3 separate regions of the Mus musculus genome follow, and all the other regions are linked to region 3. The links are chromatin contacts, called in public Hi-C and promoter capture Hi-C maps. All regions are on one chromosome and are shown on one strand. The core of a region is the stretch at or near the end of the contact, and the rest is flanking DNA. Distances in the headings are between cores, read along the strand shown. Region 1 has its middle 18 kb from the start of Gins3. Region 2 holds the start of Ccdc113 (coiled-coil domain containing 113). Region 3 holds the start of Got2 (glutamatic-oxaloacetic transaminase 2, mitochondrial).

Region 1 (3,901 bases), core at 149-2,648, 270 kb after region 3:
GGAGAATAAAGAGTTTGAGACTAGGGTTAGCTATATTGTGAGTTCAAGGCCACCCTGGGCTACAAGAGCTGTCTTAAAACAAAAACAAAAACAGAAAGAAAAGAGACTTGCCAATTAACTAAACAAAACTTGGGAAATCACCCACCCTACCAGCTGGTTCCCCAGGGAGGGGCTTGTGAAATCTGCACAAGTGTTCTTTGATTGCCAAACAGGAGGGAGTAGGTAGCAGTTGCAGACACTAGTGGGCAGAGGTGAAAGATGATGCTGAAGACGGTATCAGCCATAAGGAGGAATCACCTACCTTAGAATGTCAGTTGTGTTTGCAAGGTTTACAAGCCTTTCAGCTCTGAGGAATTGGAGGCTTTTAAAACTATGCAAAAGAATTTAGGCAAGCATTTAATTTCCTAAATCCCAAAACATTTAAGAGTATTTCTGACCTCTTGTACAGGGAGCAACTGTTAACGGTTGGTTTTTAGTTTAGGGCTGGATCACTTGCCCCCTTCTTCTGTTTGTTTTGCCTTGGTTTGTTTCTTGCTGTGTAGCCCAGGCCTCCACGCTCTGAGCCAAGCACAATATTCACAGCCTTACTGGGCCTGCATTAGTCACCTCCGTGCTCAATGCTGTTTCCTGTTTATGAATAAGTGACCCACCAGAGAGTCCCCAACTCCTATGAGGTTGGGAGAGGATATAAAATTCAAGTTACTTCTGTCTCATTGTCTCTGTCCCCTCACCTCATGCTGGGGATCAAGCCCAGGAACTTAGGCACACTGGGCAAGTGCTCTACCTCTGAGGCACACCCCCATTGGCTCTCTCTTTTTTAAAAAGTTAATGTGTGTGTGTGTGTTTGTGTGTTTGTGTGTTGTGATGTGTCGAACATGCCACCGAGTATGTGTAGAGGTCAGAGGACAAGTTTTGAGATTCTGCTTTCTCTTTCCACCGAGTAAATTCTGTGGATCCAATTTGGCTCATCAAGCTTGCATGACAAGTGCTTTCTAATGCACTGAGCCATCTTGAAAGTCCCTTTGTCTCTGTTCTTACCGCTATGCGCTGCCATCTTTTAAAAATCAGTTTCATAAGCTATAGAATGTGTGTAGTTGAGCCAATACTGTCTCTTCCCCTCCCCTGGTTTCAACACAAAGGAAGGAATATCTACACGTCTACCGGTTCACAGTCACAGTCTCAAGGCATTTTAATGATGCAAGTTCACCAAGTTCCACACAAAAGTCACTTCCATACTTCAGGCTGTTCCATCTGCTGTGCGTGACCCTGTGCAATCTCTTAAGTCACTGTTAGACCATGCAAAGGTGCTTCTTGGTGATCGTCCACAGCTCCACGTGGCTCTTTGTCAGCATTTCTGAGTCATGGCCCAGTACGTAAGAGCCAATGGCATATGGTCTATGTCATTTGGTCTGACTCACTTGGGGGAAGCTCCATTAACCTGACAGACTTGATGTCAGAAGACTCAAGAGGACACTCTGAACTTTATGTTTTCATCTCTCTATAGCAACGAGTTCAGAACTATCCCTGGGACTCCATGCAACCTTCACCATTGCTTACCCTTGTCTTTCCCCTTGACTGAGATGCTCAGAGGCAGAGCCCACCCTGGCCGTGCTAGCCTCCTGCTTCACCCAGACATGTCTGAATGATGCAACGTACCCTCTGGCCTCAAGCCCCCCATATTGCTATGTTACCCAGGATCCAGATGGATCCAGCCTTCCCAGATATGACTGGGGCTGTCTTCTCTGCTGTCTTTAGGGTTTTTTTTTTGGTTTTGGTTTTTTCGAGACAGGGTTTCTCTGTATAGCCCTGGCTGTCCTGGAGCTCACTTTGTAGACCAGGCTGGCCTCGAACTCAGAAATCTGCCTGCCTCTGCCTCCCGAGTGGTGGGATTAAAGGCGTGCGCCACCACGCCTGGCATCTCTCTGCAGTCTTTGATGCTATTTGCCAATCTGTTTTTCTTGATATTCCTTTTTCCTGAGTAACGGGAGTACATGACCCCTGTGTGTGTCTCTCTCATGCTTTCCAGTCTCGTTGAGCCAGTTTTTTTCCTTCTCTTTCTGTGGAGGTAAAGGTTGTCTTTGCTTCCCTTCTCTTTCTAGTTCATGCTCCATCCCTGGTGGCCCTGTCTGTCACCAGGGTCTCCACCATTCTGTGACCTGCAGCTCTATACCTGTTGAGTTTATACCCAAATACCAACAGCCCAGGAGAAGTGATGATGGTATATGCTCTGAAGAGTTAGCTATGGGATCAGGAGAAGACACAGCAGTAAAAACAGCCAATCCTGGGTCAGATCACTGGACTGGGTACTTCCAACTGATATTTGAGGTAGAGAGGACAAAAGAGAAAAAAAAAAGAGAGAAATCAGTAGTTTCCATGGGTGGGAGGAGTGTGAGTGAGACTGGGCACAGCAGAGTTCAGGGCAGTGGAACCACGTTGGACGATGCTGTTAGAAGCCACGGGTTGCATAGAATCCAAGTGGATCTTACTGACAACAGTGGACTCTAGGCAGCAACGATGTGTTAATGTAATATCATCATGGCCTGGAAGAAGCCGGTTACTGTGCCTGAGAGTTCAGTAAGCACTGTTTGTATGTAAGGATGAGGGTGTGTGGGAAAGAGCTGTGCTTTCCGTTTCAGGTTTGCCATGAAAAAAAGAACCTGTTATAATGAGATAAGAAATTATTGGGGGGGGCACTGGGGAGATGGCTCAATGGTTAAGAGCACTGTCTGCTCTTTCAGAGGTCCTGAGTTCAATTCCCAGCAACCATGTTGTGGCTTACAACCATCTGTAATGGGATCTGATGCCCTCTTCTGCTGTGCAGGCATCCATGCAGATAGAGCACTCATATAAATAAACCTTTAAAAAATAAATTTAAGAAATTATTTTTCATTAGAACAACTCAGCAAAATAATATTATGGTTGATTATTGGATATTGTTTCATGAGTATGTTGAACAGGCTAACTAACTAAATAAACAGCAACTTCATAGATGAGAAAAAAAAGAGAAATCTTTCAACTTTGGCTTTTTAATCCACCCTATACAAACCAGCTATTTATGGTAAAGCCAAGTAAAGACAGACACACACACACACAGACACACACACACACACACACACACATACACACCACAACTGCTTGAGTGTATGAAGTCTCTAGGTGCTGGAGAGGTGACTCAGTGGTTAAGAGAATACGCTGTTCCTGCCGTGGACCTGAGTTGAGTTCCCTGGCACCCATATCAGGAGACTCACAACCTGTAACTCCAGTTCCAGGAAATCCTACACCTTTGACCTAGGCAGGCATTTGTATTCATGTGCACATACTTACATGTATGTGTGCATGGATGTACACACATAATTAAAAATAAATCTTTTGCCGGGTAGTGGTGGTACATGCCTTTAATCCCAGCACTTGGAAGGTAGAGGCAGGCAGATTTTTGAGTTCAAGGCCAGCCTGGTCTCACAGTTCCATGACAACCAGAGCTACACAGAGAAACCCTGTCTTGAAAAATCAAAGATAAATAAATAAATAAATCTTTTGTTAAATTTATTAAAAATAAATCTTTTGAAATAGTTACAGTAAAACTGTTCTTGTTGATTTTCCTTTAAAACTCAACAAGATTTTTTTCTCCTATGAAATTATAATGAGCATGGTCATATAACCATGTAAACTCAAAATTAGGACAGAGAATGCTCTGAGGGGTAGCTTGGTCACTGTTATCATAAATGGCCTAACTCCGACAATATTACAAAAATATAAAATATTAATCAAAAATACAACTTCCCCTGTATAGTGCTTTAGAGAGGAAATGTAGGACCTTCTGGGTTTGGGCTCTTTTCCCCTCTCCTACTGCAAGTCCACGTTGTGGTTTTGGTGCAGTGGTGGTAGTGGTGGTGGTGGTGGT
Region 2 (3,522 bases), core at 974-3,473, 350 kb after region 3:
GGTATAATAACATCACCTTTCTTTAAGGGTAGTGGCGTGGGGTTCTGTGGCCTGAGGTCAGCTTTGGGCCACGTAGTTCTGCTAGAGTATCTTAGATCTCTTGGCTATTGAGTCTAAGAAGCCACAAGATTCAGAGTGCTGCTGTTCTACTGATGACAGTTGCTGTCATCTTCAGATGTCATCTAACTCATTTGTAAAGGTTCTTCTGAATGGCCACACTCTTGAGGCTATCCACACCCACCGACCATCTCTAGATACTTCCCTTGCCTTGTGGTTCTCTGTTCTTTTACCACCAGCCTCCAGTCTAGAAATTCCATTGCATGTTTATCATAAACGGAAGACATATTTGAGCAGTGGTTTTTAAACAAGCAGAGATAACATATCTAGCTTGTCTTGTATATGCCAAGATTATGGACTTTGTAACTACTTCTCATATATATATATATATATATATATATATATATCTTGCCTTTTATGTTTGTTTGTTTGTTTGTTTGTTTAGAGGCAGGGTGTGATGATTTGAATGAGATGACCCCCTTACGCTCACGTATTTGAATGGTTAGTCTCCAGCTAGTGGAACTGTTTGGGAAGGATTGGGAGGTGTGACGCTGTTGGAAGAGGTGTGTCATTGGGGGGTGGGCGTTGAGGTTTCAAAAGCCTAGGCCATTCATAGTCACCACTTGCTCTCTGCCTTGTACTTGTGTGTCAGATGAATGCTCTCAGCTCCATGTCTGCCTGTCTACTGCCATTCTTCCCACCATCATCATCATGAACTCTAACCCTCTGGCTCAGTAAGTCCCTAAATTAAATGCTTTCTTCTTTAAGTTGCTTTGGTCATAGTATACCAAGGCTGACTTTGAATTCACAAAACTCCACCTACCTCACTGGCGCTGGCACTAAAGGTGCGAGCCACCATGCCCAACTTTAATGTGTGTTGTGGAGGGGGAGGTGGGTACTGGGATTGAACCCATAGCCCTGTGAATACTAGGCAGGGGCTAAAGCTATATCTCCAGTTCCAAAACTTTCCCCTTTCACTGCATGCACATACTCACATACATATGTACGAAAGAGGGTGACATTGAGACCTACACATACTGTTAAACTAATTCCTAAATTATGAGATTAGTACAGAAGCCAAATAGAAAACAGGAAAGCCATTACGTCTTGTCTTTTCAGCACATATTGTATTCTCGGTGGAGCCTTCCATGGGCCCGGGTCTGAATCTCTGATGCAGGATCTTAAGGAAGAAAACTTCAGAATGCGTTTCTCTCTTAAGATGGCCGGCCGATATACAAGACTGGCAGTTATAGACACTCACAAGGAAACTTCACAAAACATGTACCTCTGGGGATGGCTGTTTCACATACAAGATCATGGTATATGACAGACACTCACAATGGTAATTAGTAATAATCCCTCCACTCTGGTATGAACTATTTACAGATGTATGGAACCAACACCTCTTCTGGCCGCTGGAAACAGAATACTGTATAATATCAATACATTGTACACTGACTCTCATCTACATTATGGAATCCTCATATCCAGATAACCCACTGTGGAAGATGGAAAACAGACTGTGGAAAATACAAAGCCCTGAGCCAATCATTCCTCAGTCCATCTCCACGCCTAAATCCTTATTCAGCCCACAAGGCCCCAAGCAAATCATTTCAATAGCTTAGTTTTCACTCCGCCGCCATGTTAATGTTTATCTTAATACTAACTTTGGAAACCGGCTTAGGAGGCTACCTGATATAGACTTCGAAGGCGGCTTCCCAGCACCAGGAAGACACCAAGCCAAAGCGCTAGCTTCACTAAATCCTGTCTGATCTTTTCAAGGCCAACGGCTCCCTTGCCCCTCCACCCTGTCCGGGTTCCATCAGTGGCTTGTCAGTTCAGGAGCAGGCAAGCAGCAAAGCTAACTAGGCAAACACAAGTTCTTTCTCCACTGTAATGCGATGTGTGCCCGCGGGGCTCTGCGTAGATATGAGTAGTCTGCAAACTACAGCCCAGGCCTCAGAGACTCATGGCGCCCTCACGGTGCCAGTACCTGAGCTCCTCTACCAGCCCGCACAGTTGGATGACTGGCAGCTCGCCTTCCTCCTCCGCCTGGGAGTCAGTGATCACGCTGTCCGAGTCTTCCTCAGACATCACTCAGCCTAGGGTGCTTTGAGAGCCTTCAGTAAGCTGTCCCGCTTCACTTCGGCCGCGACCCTGAGGCGCGTTGCCTAGACAACTGAACGCTGTTTATAGGGGTGGGGCTTTGGGTGATGCGGCCCCTCCCTTGCACCTCGCGGTGGAGATCGAGCAAAGCTGCCTGCTTGCCTGCCTGCCTACTCAGATGCCTAATCCATCTCACTGTTCTGAGAATCGCTCTTCAGTTGGAAGTCACAACAACAGCTCCGGTTTGCCCAATGTCTTCTCGGTCCTTGGCATCATGTTAAGCTTATTTCACGCAAATCTTTGCATGGACCCTGTTAAAAAAAAAAAACTATTCATCCTCCTAGCCAGAAACCGTAGGTCCAGAAAGCTAGCAGCGACTCGCATAAGTCTCTGCCCCGTGGTGTAGTGAGGATTCTAATCTGTGGTCATTGCCTCACACGGAAGCTGCAGTTTTTTCATTTACTGCATTTCATTTACTGCAACTCGAACTGCATTACTCGAAGAGAAAGAGAAACTGACTAGTTTTTTTTTAAGATTTTATTTATTTATTTATTTATTTATTATATGTAAGTACACTGTAGCTGTCTTCAGACACTCCAGAAGAGGGAGTCAGATCTCGTGATCGGATGGTTGTGAGCCACCATGTGGTTGCTAGGATTTGAACTCCTGACCTTCGGAAGAGCAGTCTGAGCCATCTCACCAGCCCCTGACTAAGTTTTTAAAATAGGTATCAAGACAAGTTCCTAAAGGTGTCGTGTGTCTTTAGTGTTTTGGGGTAATGTGGGGCAATTTGGGCCCTTTTTTAAAAAAGTTTTATTTATTTATTTATTTATTTATTATATGTAAGTACATTCAGACACTCCAGAAGAGGGCATCAGATTTTGTTAAGGATGGTTGTGAGCCACCACGTGGTTGCTGGGATTTGAACTCAGGACCTTTGGAAGAGCAGTCGGTGCTCTTAACCACTGAGCCATCTCACCAGCCCAATTTGGGCCCTTTAATGAGATATCAGAAACCCAAACAAGTTACAGGCTGGGATAGCGACAGCAACAGCACTTTTGGGTACACTTAAAGGTGGTTAAGATAACATGTGCACACAACCAAGCTGAGTGTGCGTACCATCATGGGATCCCAGCATTGGTTAGTGCTGGGGCCACGGAGGTCCTTGTACTCACAGAGAAGAGAACCAGGAATGTTAATCAGGCAGGAGAGTATCCTTAATGGAGGAGACAAAAACACCTGCATTCCATCCAGAAAGCTGAGAGTGGATCTTGTTAATGACCTGGTGATCTTTTTGCGGTCTGTGGAGGCAGACCTCACCCCTTTTGCTATAGAGGCAGACCCCCCACACACTTTTGC
Region 3 (3,809 bases), core at 39-2,538:
CAACAGCCCTGGAAGAAATGAAGATATCCTAAAGAGGCACTGTGTCTATCAATTTGACTACTGAAACAATGGAACCCAAAGAAATGGCAATATCTCTAGGAATCTCATACTGAAATAAGAAAAGGCCCCAGCCAGAGAGGCAACCTTTCTCCCAGAGAGTCTATACAGTTCTAGCAACTTATCAGATCCATCACCTTATAGGATGGGTTAATGGCAGGCAGGAACACAAGCTGACTGGGAATCTGTTTACGTTGGAATCTCTCATTTGAACCCCGAAGGAAAACTGGATCTTTCTGTCCAACTTCCTAGTGTGGCCACATTGAGTAAAAAAAAAAAAAAAAAATTTCGAGACAGGGTTTCTCTGTGTAGACCAGGCTGGCCTCGAACTCTGAAATCCACCTACCTCTGCCTCCCAAGTGCTGGGATTAAAGGCATGCACCACCACCACCCAGCAAGTAAATCTTTTTCTGCTTTTCACTATTTTACTTTGTTTGAGGACCAGTGACCTGGGCCTGGTTTGCAGCACATGCTGTGGCCCCCAGATTTGATAACAATCACACAGACAACTGAAGTGGCCGGAGAAATTAGACTGGCAATCTATACAGATTTCTGCAAGGCATCCCTGGGAAATAATGGCCCATGTTCAGAGTGAATTCGGTCAACTTGTGGACTTGTCTCAAATTCATTCTCCCAGCCTTTAAAAGCTTATTCATTTCTTCCAAACATAATTATGAAGACTTGATGTGCAAAAGTTTGTCGTTGGTCCTGGGTAATTTTGTATTGACTAATCAGGCTTTTTTTTTTTTTTTTTTTTTTTTTTTTTTTTTTTTTTTAGGGCATAATCTGCTAATCTCACAAGTTAATACTCACAACTGCCCCACAAAATATGCCTGTTGTCCTCTAACAGGGACATGAAAGCATTCTGAACCTTGAGAGACTTGCACTTGGGGAAACTAGTGGGTTGAAAGGAAAACCACACTGGAGCATTAGGAAAAAAAAAAAATACTTCCTCGGGTCAGTTTACATTTTTTTCCTTCTTTCAAACTGGCACGCTAGGCAGCTGCCTCTAGCGTAGCGGATGATTAACTGGAAGCAGAGCGCTGAGCACTGTGGACTGCGCATCCTCACATACAAGCTTCACAGGATTTATAGGCAGCGATTAGCAGTGCCCTTGCGAGTTTCCATGACCTCCGTGGAGGCGTCGTCGTTCTACCCCCGACCGCAAGGGGCCGCTGCGACATGATTCGCTCCAGGCGCAGGGCCGCTCTAGCCACGCCCAGGGAAGTCACTGTCCTCACCTTTTAGGAGCCCGCGCCTCGGTTCCAGCGGACGCTTCCCCAGATCTCGGCTCTACCACCATCCACTGCCGTCTTACCGCCCACCATGGCCCTCCTGCACTCCAGCCGCATCCTCTCCGGGATGGCTGCTGCCTTTCACCCAGGCCTAGCTGCTGCAGCCTCTGCCAGAGCCAGGTGAGCCGAGGGATACAGAGATGCAGCGGCACCGCGGGCCTGCCCCTGCCCAGCCGAACTGTGGACCCTGTGAAACCTGCACCCCACCCCGCGATCGGACACACGTGCGCACCTCGTGTGTCCCCAAGGGTTGACTGTCCCGAGTCTTAGAGTCCAGTGTCTGCGCCCCGGGGTGACCCCAGGACCCCTCATCCCTCCCCTGTATCTCCGGACAGAGGGCCAGCGTAGCCCCCGAGGTGGGAATTGTGGTTCTCGACTGCACCCAGAATCCCATTCTAGCGGGTGATGGGGGGTCCCAGATGTGGACTCAGCACAGTGGGGTGCGGGGCAAGGGGTGAGCACGTGGGCGGTGGCGCTGGGCCATCCTCTAGCCGATTGGCTATGGTGCCGGAGCTGCCTGTCGCTGATTGGCTGTGGTGCAGGGGGGCGCGCATGTCCTTGACCAGCTGCCCTGCGGGACAACAGGTCCAGCTGTCGGGGTCCAGAGGGTTAAATCTGCCAGTGCTGTGTAGAAGCAGCGTGCGTGACGGGGGGAAATGTGACCACATGCAAGGAGGTTCTGGGGGCGTCCAGATCCGGTGTGCATCCATGACCTTGGCGTAGTGCATCCTTCAGTGTCACCACAGTAGTGCCTGATGATCCCCTATCCCCTGACAGACCAGCCTGGCCTTTGGATGGAAAAGGGTTGAAGTGTAATGTACTTTCTTTGTTTTAAACCCTTGGGAGATTCTGTTGACTGGAAGCCATCAATCTTTCCCTGCATTTCAGTCGGCTCTTTGCTCCTTAAAATATTTCGTAACCCAGTTTCTCCGAGCCAGGCACTGGACCAGTTGCTGGTGATGCAGCTGTGAGCAAGACAAGAGGACTGACTTCCTTTTTTAAAAAAAGACAAATGAGTCATCTTAAACTAAGGTGTACTGAAAGTGCCAGGCCTAAACGGGAACTAGTAACTCCTGATTCTTCCTTGGGCCTCAGAAGAGCAGATTTGAGACAGTCTCCTGGAGTACGGCAGACACCTCCCCGGGGCACATACTAACTGGGAGCGAAGCCTACGTAACTTTTTATGCTTGCCTTCTTCCCTTTGAATGTGTTCAAGCATCTTCAAGGTAGTAGAACAGTCTGTCCTTCCCAGAGCCCGTTTTTTTGGCTCCATGCCAATGGGTGCCCTTTTACGCCTACCCACCTGAAGGGGAGGAGAAACGGGGGAGAGTTATTTATGCTGCAATTTGGAGAACAAAAATGAGGTACTTGTATGGGTAGGAGGAAAATCAGTTTTCCCGTTATTTTAACCTTGAAATATCCCTGTTTGTAATGTATATCTATATACCCGAAATACCTGACCTTCACTTAAACTGCTTGGCCCGGTTTCCCCTTGGATGTGACTGCTTAGTGATTTCAGTCTGAGAGCCTGACTGCTGTTTCTTTTCTGTCATTTCCCAGTTAGAATTTAAGGTAAGGGATAGCAGAGACCTTGGCAACTTAGTTCTGAGTTGTATCTAAACGCTTGCTTGCTTCTGTGTCGGGGTTACGTAGCCCTGGCTAGTCTGAAACTTACTATGTACACCAGGCCTGCCTGGGACACAGCTGCAGTCATTTTACCTGTAGCTTTCTAATGTTACTACAGCTTCCTTCTCCCTTCCCCCAGGGATAGAACCCAGGGCCTCAGTGCATACCAGGCAAGCACTGTGCCAGAGATACAGGCCTGGCCCGTGAAATGCCTTTCACTTTGTATATTTTTATTTCAAGCCCTCATTTTATAAACAAATACAGCATTTTTTTTTTTCATTTTTAGATCAAAATCTACACATGGTCCTGGAAACCAAAAATTTAGGGGCATGAGACAGGGGAATTGCTTTGAGTTAAAGTCCATTCTCCTAAGCTACAAAAAAAAAAAAAAAAGTTCCAGGCCAGCCTGTGCTAGAGTGGGACTGTAAATAAGAAAACGTTTCAAAAGCTGCTTAAACCTCTGGGAATATGAGGCCTTTGTAATGCTTATCTGAATACTTTGTACCTAGCATCTTTTGGTTGAGTGGTCACCGTTGCTCAATGTTTGTGGCCCTGCAAGTCTCTGTCCAAAGGGCATTGTACGAATCATTTTGTAGGCCATGGGTTATCAGTTTACCCCCGGAGCACTCTGGTTTTCAACTAATGCTATGTCTTTACAAATAGCAGAGCTCTCCCAGGTCTATAATCTTCACAGTTTTAAGGCGTGGGATAATGAGGGACATAGAGAACCTGACATTTGATCAGTCATAGCTGATCAAAGGATTACTGTCCCTTTGCTTAGCATGCTTGACATGAATTTGGAAATTGTTTGGGGCATTTTGGGTTTTTTGT

Evidence for each region. Promoter capture Hi-C pulls out the DNA fragments that hold promoters and counts their contacts. A called contact is a pair of places that touch in the nucleus more often than the background predicts.
Region 1: a Hi-C map of pancreatic cancer cells shows a contact between it and region 3, with 2.9 times the contacts expected there. The contact joins the enhancer-like site here to the promoter of Got2 in region 3. A contact is called at or near these places in 22 of 39 promoter capture datasets (the 3T3-L1 cell line, 3T3-L1-derived adipocytes, the C10 cell line and 13 more), 1 of 15 datasets of contacts at CTCF or cohesin (embryonic stem cells), 26 of 484 Hi-C or Micro-C datasets (the C2C12 cell line, the CH12 cell line, the G1E-ER4 cell line and 14 more), 11 of 115 datasets of contacts at active chromatin or transcription factors (the SCID.adh cell line, bone marrow-derived dendritic cells, embryonic basal ganglia and 4 more) and 1 of 9 other capture datasets (embryonic stem cells).
Region 2: a contact with region 3 is called in a promoter capture Hi-C map of embryonic stem cells, with 2.9 times the contacts expected there. The contact joins the promoter of Ccdc113 here to the promoter of Got2 in region 3. A contact is called at or near these places in 7 of 39 promoter capture datasets (cranial neural crest, embryonic stem cells, frontonasal cranial neural crest and 3 more), 1 of 484 Hi-C or Micro-C datasets (embryonic stem cells) and 3 of 115 datasets of contacts at active chromatin or transcription factors (embryonic stem cells and large pre-B cells).

What each region holds. Positions count from the first base shown.
Region 1 is chr8:95,614,023-95,617,923 of GRCm38.p6, reverse strand. No RefSeq gene overlaps it. Among named protein-coding and RNA genes, the nearest start is that of Gins3, 18 kb to the left of the region's middle. Within about 2 kb of position 1,398, at least 22 of the 459 cell types and tissues checked have an H3K27ac peak or open chromatin away from gene starts, as enhancers often do. A contact at or near this core is called in the C2C12 cell line and pancreatic cancer cells, where this site is marked.
Region 2 is chr8:95,532,801-95,536,322 of GRCm38.p6, reverse strand. It overlaps Ccdc113 (coiled-coil domain containing 113), which reads right to left and starts at 2,223. Exons shown (of 9, transcript NM_172914.2): 1 at 2,051-2,223. The coding sequence starts at 2,151.
Region 3 is chr8:95,885,880-95,889,688 of GRCm38.p6, reverse strand. Got2 (glutamatic-oxaloacetic transaminase 2, mitochondrial) reads left to right here and starts at 1,288. Exons shown (of 10, transcript NM_010325.3): 1 at 1,288-1,472. The coding sequence starts at 1,384.